Regions from separate parts of the Mus musculus genome. Here region 2 is linked to region 1. Evidence: chromatin contacts called from public Hi-C data. All regions are on one chromosome and are shown on one strand. The core of a region is the stretch at or near the end of the contact, and the rest is flanking DNA. Distances in the headings are between cores, read along the strand shown. Region 1 has its middle 78 kb from the start of Mtbp. Region 2 has its middle 4.3 kb from the start of Col14a1.

What was found. Hi-C and Micro-C count contacts between places; a contact is called where the count stands out from the background.
Region 2: a Hi-C map of liver shows a contact between it and region 1, with 1.9 times the contacts expected there. The contact joins two enhancer-like sites. A contact is called at or near these places in 1 of 39 promoter capture datasets (pre-B cells), 2 of 484 Hi-C or Micro-C datasets (the N1E-115 cell line and liver), 1 of 115 datasets of contacts at active chromatin or transcription factors (stem cell-derived neural progenitor cells) and 2 of 9 other capture datasets (embryonic stem cells and liver).

What each region holds. Positions count from the first base shown.
Region 1 is chr15:55,633,754-55,636,567 of GRCm38.p6, forward strand. It overlaps a transcript of Sntb1 not described here. Among named protein-coding and RNA genes, the nearest start is that of Mtbp, 78 kb to the left of the region's middle. Within about 2 kb of position 1,463, at least 2 of the 459 cell types and tissues checked have an H3K27ac peak or open chromatin away from gene starts, as enhancers often do. A contact at or near this core is called in liver, where this site is marked.
Region 2 is chr15:55,302,015-55,304,828 of GRCm38.p6, forward strand. No RefSeq gene overlaps it. Among named protein-coding and RNA genes, the nearest start is that of Col14a1, 4.3 kb to the right of the region's middle. Within about 2 kb of position 1,382, at least 6 of the 459 cell types and tissues checked have an H3K27ac peak or open chromatin away from gene starts, as enhancers often do. A contact at or near this core is called in liver, where this site is marked.

The sequences.
Region 1 (2,814 bases), core at 213-2,712:
ATTTAGGTCATACTCGTGATCCTCAGAACCATTTCTCAACAATAATTTGCAGTAGGGCCTATTACATTTTTATAATGTTCCCTTCCAGATATCCTTTTTCAACCAGGAATATCTCCTCCAAGTTTCTATTATTTCTCCATGCTCAGACCCAAGCACCCTATCTGCACCAATTATTTTATTTATTTCTTGTGTGTGTGTGTGTGTTTGAGACAGTGTCTTGCCATATATAGCCCAGTTATTCTTAACAGTTTTCTGTTCGATGTTGTGAGTAAAATTAATAATGCTCCTGAATCATGTTCACTAGAAAACAAAACTTGAAGCAAGGACCAAAGAGATAGTGGCTGATATCCTTTGTCAGATGGGTTGTCCCAAGATGGATGATGAATGTTTTAGCACTATCACAGTCAAGAACCCTGAAAGGAAGATAGAAAGCATCACAGAGGAACTGAGTAGTCCCTCCATACTGTGAACTTTAATTTGCCCTCTTAGATTTCAGTTCACCACAGTTTTTGTTTCTCTCAGTGTTTTAAAGCGCTATCCTCTAAGCAAAACAGCCCCCCTTCTCATCAGCTCAGCCATGCCTACCTGCAAGAGTCTGTCATAAGAAGGATACGGGGAGCATCATTGGACCATCACCTGAGCCTCAATCCAATCCCCTTGCACCGTCTTGCTATTTGTATGCAATTCTGCCCTAATTGCAAGTAGCCTTGGGATATGGAGATACTAGAGCGTATAGGTAGGGAAAGGTTCACTATGGGAAGAAACACCGATGTGGCTATGGGCCAGTCATTATCCGTGCTGAGTGAAGATTTCTCCAGCATCATTCCTGTAAGAAGTTTCTCAAATAATCTTCCGTAAGTCCAAGAAGTTCATTGTTCCTGGGTCAAACCTTGGTGGAATCAGACTTTGGTTGGTTATTAGGACCTGGGAAAGAAGGGTATATTTTGTTCATGCTTCCCCAGGGAAGGGATTCTCACAACATTCAGGCTAGTTCTTTTAGCAACTCTTTAGGAAGCCAGGACTTATACCCTACTGAGTGGCTTTTGATCCAAGTCTGAAAGAACACAGAAAGCCAGGTATGCATCTTCTGGTTGCCTAGCAGGGAAGGGATAGAGCTAAGGGGGGCAGTGTTGTCAAGCAAACAACTGGTTTGCTCTGAGCAGAAACCTTTAGGTCAAGCAGAACCAGCTGTTGTATCTAGGATGGTGCTTCTGGCTCTTCATGAGAACCTTGGGGAAGATTTGAATCTTGCTGCAATTTTACTGATTTTGTCTATGCCAACGCAGACAGAGAACATTCTTATCAATGTGCCAGCTGTTAGTGTACAAGGATACTGTATTGATATACCTCGTCTTTCAGCTGGTTGCAAACACTACAAAGATGATCTATCTACATCAGGTCTTGTGTACTTGTGCAATCCTAGCTCATGGTCAAAAGGTACATGTTTTAAAATTTTTAGGTGTTTGTCAAAGTGTTCTCCAAATTATTGCCAAATACATTTACTAGTGGCTTTACCCAGGCTGGTTGTGACCTTTAGTACTAGACATCTGAGAAGACTTTAATCTTGGTCTCTTTTTTCCTACCAAAATGTCCAATTAAAAGCTTTCTTTGACTTGTTTTACATTTGTTAGTTGTTGTCAGCCTTGACTTGTCTCTGTGTATAGGATGTTGCTGTGGAAGAAAAATCGGACTTCCAGTGTTTTCTAGGGTAAAACAGGGGTCATGACTGAAGGGTAGGCAAATAGAAGTCTTGGTGCCAGGAATGCAAGACCTTTCAAACACCTCTAGCCAGCCAGCAAATGAATGGGTCTGCCTGGTGAGATAAGAAGCGTCCTCCTCATACTGAGAAATTTCAATTTCAGGCTCGATGCACAATGCCAAAGTGTTCAAGAAGAGTTCCCGAGTGCAGCGGCATATGCTACAAGGTCAGTGTGGCCCGTCATGCAGCTCCTGGGACACAGTGTATGTCTAAGATGAACTTAGATGGTATGAACTTTAAAAAAGTTTTAATTGGTGTCTATGCAGCTTGCAACATCAGCATCCTACTGCCATGTTCCTAGCAAATCATACCCCTTATTAGCGCAGGGAGGTGGTAGCACTCGAGAAAACTGCACAGAAATATGCTTCACAGCCTTTAGGTCTTTATAAACCCCAGACTCTATGGTTCTAAATCTAATCTCAGTACTGCTAAAGTTTCAGTTAGTTCAATGACTTCTGAATATCAGCCCATTACATTTATTGCAAGAAATTGCAACAAAACCCAACTACAGTACAATAGAGAATTTAAGTACTTTTGAGCTTGGTGCAGGGGTCACATTTTAGTTAAAAATGAGAGTCTCAAATTGTAGATGAAAAGCTGTCTGAAACTATACTCAAATTAAGAATTTGGGGATAAACATTAATATTTTGGGGAAATCTGTCAACACTTGCTGTGTTGCATAAAATGCTGACTGTGTTTTAAATGGGCTCTGAGTTGCTAGTGGTATTAACTTACCCTGCCAACACTTCTAAGACCAGTCTTGATGGGAAAGAGACATGGCCTGTCTTCACACCCACACAGTCCTCTGAGACTGTCACGAAGCCACCATCCGCTCAGTTCATCCCACGATATACTTAAAATTATAAGCCTAGGCATTGGAGATCTGAGACAAATATTTATTCAGTTTATATATCAATTGTACATGACATTCATAGGGGCTATAACACAGGCAGATTTAGAAAAAAAAAACACTCAAGATACACCCAAAAATTATTTCCATACTTCATTGATGCCATTCATTAAATACCTTGGTCTGGGTAGTTCATAATAATTAT
Region 2 (2,814 bases), core at 132-2,631, 330 kb before region 1:
TGAAATGACTCTAGTTTGTGTCAAGTTGACAAAAACACCAGTCAGTCAGCATATGTATGTTATCTAGAAACGTATAGACTCAAAAATGTCAGATGATATGGAGGAGTAAAAGATGATATTTAGGTAGAACAAGATAGCACTATTTACACTTTTCACATTTTCAGGATTCCTGACTTTGAAAACTGAGCATACACATTTTATTTGGAGACAGGGTTTCATGCAGTCTAGACTGGCCACCAACCTTCTGCATAGCCAAGAATAACTTGGAACTCATGGTCTTGTCTTTATCTTCCAAGGGCTAGGATTACACATGTGCGCCATTTTGCTCAAGTTATCTGGTGCTAGGTCTTCGTGCATTCTAGCTAAGTACTCTAGCAACTGAGCAATCTCTCCAGTCCTGTATTATTTTAGTAAAATAATGATTAAACAAACAAAAATAAGCCAAATGAGTTCTTATAGCATAGCTAAAATTAAAGACTCTAAATAAGGGCTCTTCTTGATGATATTATGATTGCCGAGAGTCTTGACTTTTAGTTATATGACATTGATCTAGCAATATCTGCCACTGGCTCTTTTGTGGGGATTTGGATGGGGTAGCTAATTCACTGTAAAGTGAAAGGGGGGTTGGCACATGGATAATTGCAGGCCTGCTCTAGCACAATTATGCTATGAATAGAACCCTTTATGTAACATGCACGCCCTGACAGCATGCTGTCACACATGAAAAGCTTGGCGTCATTAACATCATGACTTTGATCCCAGCCACGGAGTTGAAAAGATGAGGAATGTCTTAATCACTTGCTCAGGAGTATGAATGGCGATTGTCAGAAAGGAGCTGTAGTGCCACAGGACAGCATGAGTCAGCATCAGTTGAACCTCCAGAGTGATTCGAATCTTGCAGAGTTAATGTACTAAATATAGGATGATAAACTCAAATGTATTTTTGTAAAGCAAAACCTGTAAAAAAAATACATGGAAGGCATCACTCATGTTATTTGGAAGAGGTTGTCTATATTATTATCACAATAATAAAAGTGCAGACCCAGGAGTTAAAACAGAGTCTAGAATTGGGTTTTCGTTGAGCCTGGGTGAATCTGGGCAAGCTTTCTTAAAACTTTAGAGCCCTTCAAGAATTCTCAGCTAAAAGCAGCCTTGTTTGAAGTTCCCCCATTTGCAGGAAAAGAAATCACATCTGGCATATGGAGGACTGCTCATGGCAGAGACAGGATCTCCAGAAAGAGAGGGGTAAATGTTTTGGGAGACGTGGGCAAGGCTGTTTGCTATTCAAGACATTGAACAACCACGACACAGCAGGGGCAATTTCATCAGAACGGAGGCCCAAAGTTCAGCTTCAGTTCTGGGTCAAAAGTCAGTCAGGTGGAGAGGCCATTCCAACTGGATGTTGGAGGTGCGTCAGGTACAAACAAGCGTATTGTTCCTTCAGGCCTTAGAGTTAGTGTGCAATGAGATGAAATCGAGCAAAATGCGCTGTGTGTACATAATGGGATTTTGTTTAGCTGTAAAGGGAAACGAAATAATTCCCAGGAAAACAGATAGATCTGGAGTTCACAAGGTTAAGCAAAACAAGCCCAATTCAGAAGAAACGGAATATGTTTTCTTGAATATAAAGAATGTAAGCTGGGCGTGGTGGCGCACGCCTTTAATCCCAGCACTTGTGAGGCAGAGGCAGGCGGATTTCTGAGTTCGAGACCAGCCTGGTCCAGGACAGCCAGGGCTACACTGCCTCAAACAAAACAAAACAAAACAAAAAACAAAAACAAACAAACAAACAAAACTCTGACCCATAATTGTTCGGGCTGGTGAGATGGCTCAGTGGGTAAGAGCACCCGACTGCTCTTCCGAAGGTCCGAAGTTCAAATCCCAGCAACCACATGGTGGCTCACAACCACCCATAATGAGATCTGATGCCCTCTTCTGGTGCGTCTGAAGACAGCTACAGTGTACTTACATATAATAAATAAATAAATAAATCTTAAAAAAAAAAAAGAATGTAGATTCACATGCATGTGTATGCGCGTGTAGGGCATGAAAATTAACAAGTAGGGTGAGAGGGAAGATGAAGTCAGAAGAGACTGGGAAACAGGAGGGAGTAGTGGAAGATGGGGTGGTTTGTGACACAGAAGTAGGAGCTAATTGACGAGAGGAAGGGAACCATCATAGGGGTGGGATTGGACAGGGGATGGCTCTCTCTCTCTCTCTCTCTCTCTCTCTGTGTGTGTGTGTAAAAACATAGTACAATGAATGATGAATGAAGAATATTCATGAAAATGTCACATTTCTTTGTATACTAACCAAAAATTAATTTAAAATATCATCATTTTCACTTTTATATCCCAACGTACAATACTCACATTTGAGGCAGTGACTACTAGTTAGTCTTATTTGGAACTTATATCAACCTTTGACTAAGAGAAGATAGAAAACCCTGAATGACAGAGTATGGTCTAACTGCAGTGGTCTATAACTCCTGTTCCAGGGGATCTAGCAATCTTTTCTGGCCTTCACAGGCACAGACATACTTGTAGGTAAAACACCAATGCATAGAAGAATAAAAATAAATATATCTTTTTTTAAAAAAAGGAAATGACAACCCCAGTGTGTGAATATAACTTCTATTTATTATAGGTTAGATCCATAAGCACATGTTATTTAACTCACATGACACTATCTCAAAAAATATATATTTTAAGATATGTAATAAATGGAATAAGATGAATTTTTTTAAGTATAGGAATAGTCAGCTCAGAAGCAAAAGAGATTTGCCAAAGTAAAGAACAAGGCTTTTAAATTCAG